2 separate regions of the Gossypium hirsutum genome follow, and region 1 is linked to region 2. Evidence: chromatin contacts called from public Hi-C data. All regions are on one chromosome and are shown on one strand. Each heading gives the region's core, a stretch centred on a gene start, on an enhancer-like site or on the middle of the called end of the contact. The rest is flanking DNA. Distances are from core to core; before and after follow the strand shown.

Region 1 (5,331 bases), core at 760-3,259, 67 kb before region 2:
TTTTGAATAATCAACACGTTTTGTTATATTAATTAATTAACTAACTAATTCGTTAATGCCTTTGTGTACGTTAATTGGATTAGAAGATAAAGATGGTACAAGTTTTAATAACTTGAAACCTACGTAATCAATGACCACATCTCATGTCTTTGCATTTTTCTTCCTTTTAGACGCAATCACCCAATCTATCCTTCCTATTCCCACTTTCAATTTAGTTTTATACCTAATCATGTAGGATAATGTATTCAAACTCTATAACCATAATCTGTTTTTAAGTGCTTACAACTTTATATTCTTACTATATTATTCTTTATAAATTGGATGGCTCCTTGGTCTCCTACCCAATTTGAAATCTATGATCATTTCAAAATTGATTATATAAATATCAGTAAATTCAAATTTCATTTATCTCTCTTCTTACCAACATAAATTAATCGGTTTTTTATAAATTATAATATCTTTCAACCCAGAACCCCATGTGATGGCCTAGTGATCAAGGGTGTTTATCGACCTAGATTTGGTCTAGTTTTGAGTTGTGTTAGTCGCGTTTATTGTTCGGGTTTTGCCTTGCTTTTGTAAATCACCAAAAAAATATATCTTCCAACTCACTATTTTTTATTTTTAGGAATTTAATTTTTCTATTTATCGGAGTTAAAATGTAAGTTCAATCATTTAACAGAAAAATTTTAATGATATTAATAATTAAATCTAAAATATAAAAAAACTAAATTCTTAAAAATAAATGTAGGGGACTAAATTTCATTTTTTTTTAAATTCTCACATGAAGAGTTTAATCATAATTCAAAATTAAATCACAAAAGTACAGCCATCAAAGTTGTTTTCATTGTCTTTTTAAGTTAGTAGATCCCTCGCTATTCATCGGTAAATTAATAAATTTATTATAATAAATTATACAAATACATGCAATAAATTAAGAAATGACCCTAAAATAATATGATATTTTAAATAAACCCCGTATAATTTTTTTACATGAGATCATTTTGGTCCCAACAAATTTTAAAATAAAAATAAAAATAAAAAATATATATCTAATTTGGTCATTACCATAATTGCCCCTCTTGAAATATTTAAAGTGATCACTGATTTCACTAAATATCTAACCATCTTCGATGTTGAATTAATTCTATCCCATATAATGGGATAGCTTTTATAGTGCTTATAGTTTTGATTTAAAATAAAACAAGAAAATTATGGGTAAAAGTATTAAGGAAGCCCCTGTATTTAGGAGTGGATCGTATTTCAACCCATCTACTAAAAATATGGGTAAATTAACCTTTCTACATTTCAAGACGTGCAAATTAGTTCTTCCGTTAAATTTAATCCTAAATGTTTACAAAATTTGTCATTTTAGTTCTAATTCTAAAAGAGTAAATGAATTTGCTCATCAACATTTATGAAATCTGTCAATTTATTCCTAACTCTAAAAATTTTAAAAATATTTAAAAAAATTATTTTTAACCCTTTATAACTCATCGACTAACTTATGTGAGATATTAAAATATGAAAAAGAATACCCTCTTTAAAGTCACATATATCAATTTTTTTACTATAATTTAAGCATCATATTAGACCAAACTAATTAATTTAAAAACTATATGAAATAATTAGGTGCATTACTATTTGAACACATAATGTTTTCAATGTTTTCGTTTTTTTTTTTGAATCTAATTTTATTATCACATAATTTTGCTTTATCTCAAATTATGCGAAGATGTTTTGTTTGATAGGTTATATCGTAGAAGATGATTGGTCGTTTTTATTTATTATTGGCTAACCCCAAACATCCAATCATGCATGCCGATTTGATTGTCACGTTTTGATGCAAACAAAATTAATAAAAAGACAACCTTAGTTAGAAGATGTTTGGATCAATCCAACTTGTGTGTGTCTCAACATTTTTAAAAGTTGGCGTGAAGGGTACTATAACCCCCATAATCTATAGCCACGTAAAGATTTTCCGACAAGATATTTCACCTGATGCGTGTCGGGCCCAATCATACATCTTACGGCAGATTGTGGACACGTGTAAATCGCCGTGTTTTTGGCTTGGTATAACCGAGTATTTTACCAAGTGAAGTGAGGGTGACTCACAGTTACTAAAATTTGTGCTTTCTTTGTTTCATGCAAAGGTAGTTGATTATGACATTTAATAATACCATTTTTATAAGGGAAAAAGGAAATCCTAGTTTGGTCTGTTAGTTAGTGTCTTTAAAATAGTATATCTGTTTCACTTTCCAAAAAATAAAAAATAAAAAAGTTTTTCTGCTTCTAGAATTGACTTTTTATATTATTTATATAAGTAGTATATGCTTAAGACATTAAAAAAACAATTAATAAGAAATATTAATTAGATGCCTTTTGAAGTGATATATGTTAGAAGAAGATTACAATTGATGCATTGTTTTTTTAAAGAAAAAATAGTGAAAGTAAATGCAAATAAGTTTATTGGTTTATTAATGGAAAGTTGGGGAGAAATTTTAGATTAACTCGAATATGACTTATCAAATAGACATGAATAATACCAAAAACATAAAGTGATAAATCAAGAAATTAAATCTTTTGGAATTCTTTTATAAAGATATCATATTTTTTTATCTCTAATTAAATTAGTACTGGATAAATTATAAATAAAAGAGTTTAATTTTTATCTAACACTCGAATGAAAAAATTAAATTCTACAAAAAAAAGATCACCCCTAAATCATTTTACACGTTCATAAGAAGTTTAGAAAGTTTATGCAAAAATCTCTCATACTTTTTGCCTTCTCTATTGAAATTCTTAAATAGGAATTTATATTCAAAATTCTACATTGAAACAATTAGGCACAAGTCTCCATTTGAAGACTATAGGATCAAAGAGCTGCTTAAATAGCAAAAAGGAGAAAAATGAACAGTTTATTATTTACTGAAAAAGGAGACTAAAAATAATTAGATTGGAAAATAATAACTGGACTCTAAGTCTATGGTATTTTCCATGAACCAGTTATTATTTACATGTGAGCAAGGAACAACATTTTTTCTCTTTAAGCAGGTCCTTTGATCCTATCATCTTCAAGTGGAGACTTTAGTGTAATTATTTCAATGGAGAACTTTAAGAATTTCAAAGGAGAAGGTAGAAGCGAGAGGATTAGAAGAGGGAAGAACACGTTGCGATTTAGTCTAATTATTTATCTTTTTAAATAATTTAATTAAATTTAAATTGAGCTAAAGAGAAGATAGTATATGGATGTGTGTATATCAATATTTTCTTTGTTGATCTCTTCTCACATTCTTCGACTACCGATTTCTCTGCTTGCATTTTTTGTAGTCAAAATGAGTCTTTTGTTGCCCCTTTTGTATTGAGGAATTTCGTGATGCAATTATGAGTATGCACCCCCAATAAAGCACTTGGTCCTGATGGTATGAATTCGAGATTCTTTCAACGGTGTTGGTCTATTTTGGGTACTGATGTTTTCAATCAATATTGTTCGTGGTTGAATAATGGTGCTTTTCTTGATTTGATTAACCAAACTTTGAGTATTTTGATTCCCGAGAAGGATAAACTAGATAGCTTAAAAGATTTGAGGCCTATTGCGCTTTGTAACATTCTCTACAATATAGTGGCAAAAGTTCTTGCTAACTGTCATAAGAAAATTCTGCCTTCCATCATTTCTCCCATGCAACATGTTTTTGTTCCAGGACGTCTGATCATTAATAACATTTTGATCACTTTTGAGCTTATCCACTCTATGAATAATAAAGGTCACGGTAAGTTGGGTGAGATTGCTTTGAAGTTAGATGTTAGCAAAGCGTATGACCGTATCGATTGGAATTTTCTTCAATTTATTATGCAAAAAATGAGTTTTTCTATGCTGGGTGAATTGGATCATAATGTGTGTCACTATGGTTAATTATTCCATCTATTTGAATAGCCATGAGGTGGGTCCTATTCCTCCACATCGAGGTTTGTGTCAAGGAGATCTTTTGTTGCTTTACCTCTTTTATCTTGTGTATTTACTCTGTAAGGTAGAAGCAAGGGGTGACCTTCATGGTATTTTTGTGTGTCGTGGAGGATCCTCGATTTCTCATTTGCTTTTTGCTGATGACAACTTTTATTTCTTTTCTAAGCGACTGGGGTTGAGTGCTCTACAGTTAAAGAATTTTTTGTTGACTACGAGGAAGCATTGGGTGATGCTATTAATTTTTAGAAATCAAGGATTATGTTCAGTTCAAACATGAAGCTTCATGATAGAAATGTGGTGTACTCGTTGTTCGGTGTTTCGACTCCTTTAGAGCACGACAAATATCTCGAGCTTCTTTCTTTGATTGGGAGAAATAAGAAGCATTTTTTTTTTATTTGGGACAGGTTGAACAAACGTATCAATAGTTGGAAGAACTGTCTTTTGTCGAAACTATTAAAGGAAGTTGTTATTAAGACGGTTGCATAGGTTTTACCCATTTTTTGCATGCGTATCTTCATGATCCCTCTCTATACTTGTGACACCTTGCCAAAAATGATTAACTCGTATTGGTGGGGCTCTAGGGGCGATGATCGTAAGAAATTACATTGGTCATCTTGGGACAAGCTTTGTGTTCCAAACAAAAGAAGGATTATAACCTTCATCGCCATCGATTAATGAAAATGTAATTTCATTATACCCTTTTTGGTCATCTTGGGACAAGCTTTGTGTTCCAAACAAAAGAAGGATTATACCCTTCTGCAAGCTTAATGAAAATGTGTGACTTCGCCAGGTATGGAAGAGTTGGTGGAAAGCATCTTGACCCCTTATGATGTGAGTCTAATGTACAAGATCCCTATAAGGTTGCAGAAGGGTCCAGATCAATTAATATGGCACTGGTCTAGTAATGGTTTATACATGGTAAAATCAGGGCAAGAGTTAGCCTTTGATTTGTATTCTAATTCTGATTCGTTTGAAGTCGATGGACCTTGGTTGAGAATTTGGAGTGGTCAATTCCCTCTGAAGATCAAAGACTTTACATGGAGGTGTCTAAAAAATTTTATTCCTACTTGTGCAAGGTTAGCAAATAAAGGGGTAAATATTCTGACTTGTGTTTGGTGTGGAGAGGAGGAAACTTGTGATCATCTTTTTTGTTTATTGTGATTCTAGTTGGGTGGTCTGGCATCAATTTTTCTTTACTTGAGTCAAATGATATTAATAGATTTCATCGGATTCTCACCATCATGTGGAGTATTTGGTTCCATCATAACCTGCTTGTTTGGAAAGGTGAGGCTCATTCCCCGCAGCATGTTATTGACATTGCAGACAACTTTCTTATGCAATGGTTGGAGGCTCAATCGGTTTATGGTATT
Region 2 (4,840 bases), core at 1,087-3,586:
CAACAGTTTCTTATATCTAAATATTAAACTTCATATTCCTCCAACCACAACTTATTTATTAATGTCAAACCATACAAACTAAAAATAATTAGTGTTATGAACGATTAGGTTCAACGATCACATACATAGAATCATTAACTTGGACATATGCTTTTGGAGTCCAAACTCATATGCAACCATCTTTGGAGAAATGTATATATAATTACAATTGCAATTATAAATATTACATATTTGAATAACTATAGTAAGCATCAACCGTTTCAAAACATGATCTGACTAATAATCAAAATATATCCGAATAAAGTTCATACATGATGAGACTTAAACATAGTAAAATGGGTAAACTACACCATTAGTCACTAAACTATGGGTAAGCCTTTGTTTTGATCACTGAACTATTAAAAAATTTTCATTTAAATCATTGGGTTGTTAGCATTAATACATGCACCAATCAAAAACTATCTTTCCCTTTCTCTTCTACATTTTAGTTTTCTTTTTATAAAACAATTTTGGACATTACAAATTTGTGAACCAAAAGTCAAATAATTTTTTTTTCGATCTTCCACACTCATCATCATATTGATTTGTGTCTAAGGTATGTTCTCCTACTCTTCAATAGGTATTGGTTAGAAGCTAACTTTTCAATACTTCAATGACTTAAATGAAAATTTTCAAATAATTTAATAACCAAAACAACAATTTACTTATAATTTAGTAACTGGTGTAATTTACCCTAATAAATTTTTTTAAAAAAAACTAAATGTGGTTTACGCGATTTGAAACTCAAACAAATCATTAAACTAAACCCAGATTTAATGGAATAAAATGCATAAATGGATAAAGAAATTGACGTGAGTGAATGATAATGAAGATTTAAGAATTTTGGTCAACCAATTAAAAGGAAGTTAAATTATGGTCCACAGTCTGGCAGATGTGGACAAACAAAATCATCCATTCATTTTTAATGGGCCATCCCTTCTTGCTTTTGGGAAAGATTAGTTACCCACTTTTGTCCGTCCAGCGTACAATTAATTTTACATCCTTTTATTAATAAATTATCATCCATTTTTAACTAATAAATAAATTACTTGGAAAATAAGATCCATACCATTTAAAATATTTAAAAATAAGTTAAATTAAATATTTAGAGATCAATTTAATAAAATTAAATATTATTTTGATTTATTTATTTATTAGATTTTTAAATATAACTTAACAAATGTTTGTGAATTTTTTTTATTAGAAATGTACTAAACAAAAACTCTCAACCAATATCAAACTTTATTTTATAATTAATGACTTAAAAGCACTCTTTAAAATTAGTAGTTAATTCTTTTTTTATAATATAAAAAATTAGATATAGTACAAAAGGAAAAATATAAAATAATTAAAAAAATGAAAACATATAATACAAAAGATGAAGAAGGAAGAAGGCGATTGAAAAAGACGCGCGGGTAAGAGGGGAGGTGTTGATTTGATTCTTTCCTCCTCTACTACTCCACCCTTTCCTTCTTTAATTCTCGAACTTAATTATCCCTTTCCTTCTTTTTTTTTTCTTTTTCAAATTTAATTACATTTTTCTTCCAAATTAATCACTAATAAGTAGTTTTTTAAAAAATAAATAATCCTCTTATAACACTTTTTTTTATCTTGTTTATATGTGTAGATTTTAGAGATGATCATGTTGTTGTCCTTTTTAGTTTAGTGAATGCTCGATTCTTTTATCGATTTTTGCTCCCTGCTTTGGACCATCCGGAGCTGATTTCCTTATTGTATTAAGTGTTTATAATTACTTCAGATATATTGTGCATGAGTTGTAACAAAATCAATTGTCAAAACCAATTGTTAACGTGCCATAATAATTTAAATATTATCTTTCAGTAGATGACGAATGTTTACTATTTTTTTCTCTGAATTGTATAATTTCATTCATTAATGAATTAATAAATTTACCTTTCAAATAAATAAGTAAATAATTAACCATAAAATATGCAAATCAATCCCATGTCACACATTATAATAAAATTAAATTAAAAAATCTCATTCATTACATAAAATTCCGATAGAATATTCAATATATTTATTCGTTTTCATATAATTAACAAAAACTTGGATGATTTAGTGAATTAATAAAAAAATAGATTAATTAATTACAATTATCCCTTCGTTCCTTTCAATTTTTTTTTATAAAAAAATGTAATTTGTATGCATTTTTTAGAAAAGTAGTTTAAAAGTATTTTTTTCTTTTTGTAAAATAAAAATAATAACATTTTCTCGTATTTTGTTTGTCTTTATATCTAAGAGTCTACATCCAAACGCCGAAAGAAACCAAAACATGAATAAGAAAAAAGAACAAATACGTGTATGCGCATTTTTATTTATGACAAAAAAATGATAATATAAACAATTTACAACAAGAAATAAAAATAAAAATTCTTTCTTTCTTTCTTTTTCTGAGAGAAAGTTGAGATTGTGTTTCCATTCTCCTTGCCAAAGTCTTTCCCTTTCTTTCCCTTTCTTTCTTTTAAGCCCCTAAATTCGCTTCCGCCAATTCCCTTTCACGTTTCAAGGTCAGTTTCTTTCTTCTCTCAATTTGCCCATAATTTAGTAAAGTTCTGTTTTTTCTTTTCGTTTGCTTCGATTTTCTTCTGTTCAAAAGCTGTCTTTTGGTTCGAATTTGTATTTTTCCTTGTAAATGAATCTGTTTTTGCAATCATTTTACTTTGTTCTTTTTAGTCTTAATGTTTTTCTTTCTTTGGTTTAATTATAGGTATGGCCATGTTTCGGGAAGGATTACACTGGCCAATTCAGCTGTGAAAGTTGGACTTGGTAAGTTAAATTTCTTTTTGTAATTCAGAACTTAGCGTTTTCTTTTTAATCAAATTTTGGTTTCTATATTACATTTTGAAGCATTGTTTAACTATTAATATATATATATTTATATGTTTAATTTCAAGTTTTTTTTTATTGCACTTGCAGGACTCATGGGGCATGATTTTAGATAATGAACTATTGTTTGTTTGGATTAGAATTCAGTTTTAATGTAGTGTGTGTGTTTGATTATGTTGTAAAACTACGAATTATGGTTGTAGATTCTACGTGATTATTTGTTCATAATATGTTGGTAATTTTTAGTAAACCAATTTACCAAAAACCAAATTTGCAGTTATTTTGATTGGTTTTTGTCTTGAAGAATTTGAAAAATAATCAAATATTGGGTCGAAGGAGAGGAAGAAGAAGAAGGAAAGAGAACAGTTAGGTGATACAGTTTTGGGATATTCTTTTTGATGGGTAATAAGTTGGGAAGGCGGAGGCAAGTGGTCGATGAGAAGTATACACGCCCACAAGGGTTGTATGTTCATAAAGATGTGGATATTAAGAAACTAAGAAAGCTGATACTTGAATCAAAGCTTGCTCCTTGCTATCCTGGTGATGAAGAGTGCTGTTCAGATCTTGAAGAATGCCCAATTTGCTTTTTGGTTTGTATTTATCTCATTGGCTTTCTTCTTATGCTTGCTAATTGCTATCCAATTGCAAATATCATGTTCTTTTTATCCTTTTGCTTTGTCAGTCACTGCTTAGAATGTGCCCTTGTTTACTGATTTTTATTGAATGTTAATTCATGTGTGGTTAGCTTTTAAAATTAGTTGCAGTTGAATATGAATATGATTTTCTTTTTTCCTTTTGTATTTTAGTATTATCCAAGTCTCAACAGATCAAGATGTTGTATGAAAAGTATCTGTACAGGTAAACTATCTTTGGATTTTCTGAATGATACTGATATTGCTAGTTACATGAAATGTTGACACATCTTATTTGTACCAGAGTGTTTTCTGCAGATGAAGAATCCTAATTCAACCCGTCCTACCCAGTATCCTTCACATCAATGAAATTGACTGTAGAAATTTTCAAATTGATTAGTTGTGTGTATACTTGTACCCCAATGTTTACATTCCTTGACGTTCTGAGGTGTCCTTTCTGCAAAACCTCAAATTATGCTGTCGAGTATCGAGGTGTGAAAACAAAAGAGGAAAAAGGGATAGAGCAAATTGTAAGTTCACACCTCTTTCCAAAGCAAAAAAGAGATGGTGTAATTCCTATGATAATCGCTGGATACAAAATGAGTTTAATATTGGGTTTTGCTATTTAAATTTTGCAGGAAGAACAGCGTGTCATAGAAGCCCAAATTAGAATGAGGCAGCAGGAACTTCAGGATGACGAAGAGAGAATGCTGAAAAGACAAGACTTGAGTTCTTCAAGCACTGCAGTTGCACCAGGAGAAGTTCAGTACAACTCAATTGCAGGTGTCAATTTATTGTTATTCTGGTTTTTCTTGTATATTCGTTCTTCACTTCCTTTGACATTGTTCTGTCTTGAAATTTTATTCCTTCCTTTTTCTCGTTATTTGCAGATAGATCCCCCGGGGAGGAGGAAATATTTTCTTCTCAAGATTCACAGGCTGCCTCGATGATTGGACAACGGTCACATCCTAGGGTTAACAGGTAGGCAAACTTTTAGGTAACTTTGTGTCCATGCATAGGATTTACTGTTTATATGTTAAGATGGGGAAAAGTGCATGGATCACGGTTGCTAGTTTGTATTGCGATCACAGAACTCATGTTGTAAGACTGGTCAATGTGTTTCCTTTCAACTTTTGTGAGGTGAGATTTATTTCACCATTCACTAGTGTTTTTGGGATCAGATTTATTTCGTTAGATCTGTTAGGTACATGGAAAATGAGATAATGGATGAGTATCTAAAGCAATGGGGGACACGCGTAAGAGATTAGATTGAGGGGGATGGAATGTGACTACAACATGTAAAGAGGTGACCTACAAAT

What was found. A called contact is a pair of places that touch in the nucleus more often than the background predicts.
Region 1: a Hi-C map of leaf shows a contact between it and region 2, with 2.5 times the contacts expected there. The contact joins the enhancer-like site here to the promoter of LOC107920435 in region 2. A contact is called at or near these places in 15 of 34 Hi-C or Micro-C datasets (anther, callus, hypocotyl and 2 more).

What each region holds. Positions count from the first base shown.
Region 1 is chrD13:53,510,364-53,515,694 of Gossypium_hirsutum_v2.1, reverse strand. No RefSeq gene overlaps it. Among protein-coding and RNA genes, the nearest start is that of LOC107919227, 37 kb to the left of the region's middle. Within about 2 kb of position 2,009, at least 3 of the 9 cell types and tissues checked have an H3K27ac peak or open chromatin away from gene starts, as enhancers often do. A contact at or near this core is called in hypocotyl and leaf, where this site is marked.
Region 2 is chrD13:53,444,457-53,449,296 of Gossypium_hirsutum_v2.1, reverse strand. LOC107920435 (E3 ubiquitin-protein ligase DA2L) reads left to right here and starts at 2,336. Exons shown (of 10, transcript XM_016850164.2): 1 at 2,336-2,570; 2 at 2,771-2,829; 3 at 2,980-3,479; 4 at 3,696-3,747; 5 at 3,826-3,871; 6 at 3,970-4,051; 7 at 4,160-4,304; 8 at 4,412-4,502. The coding sequence starts at 3,288.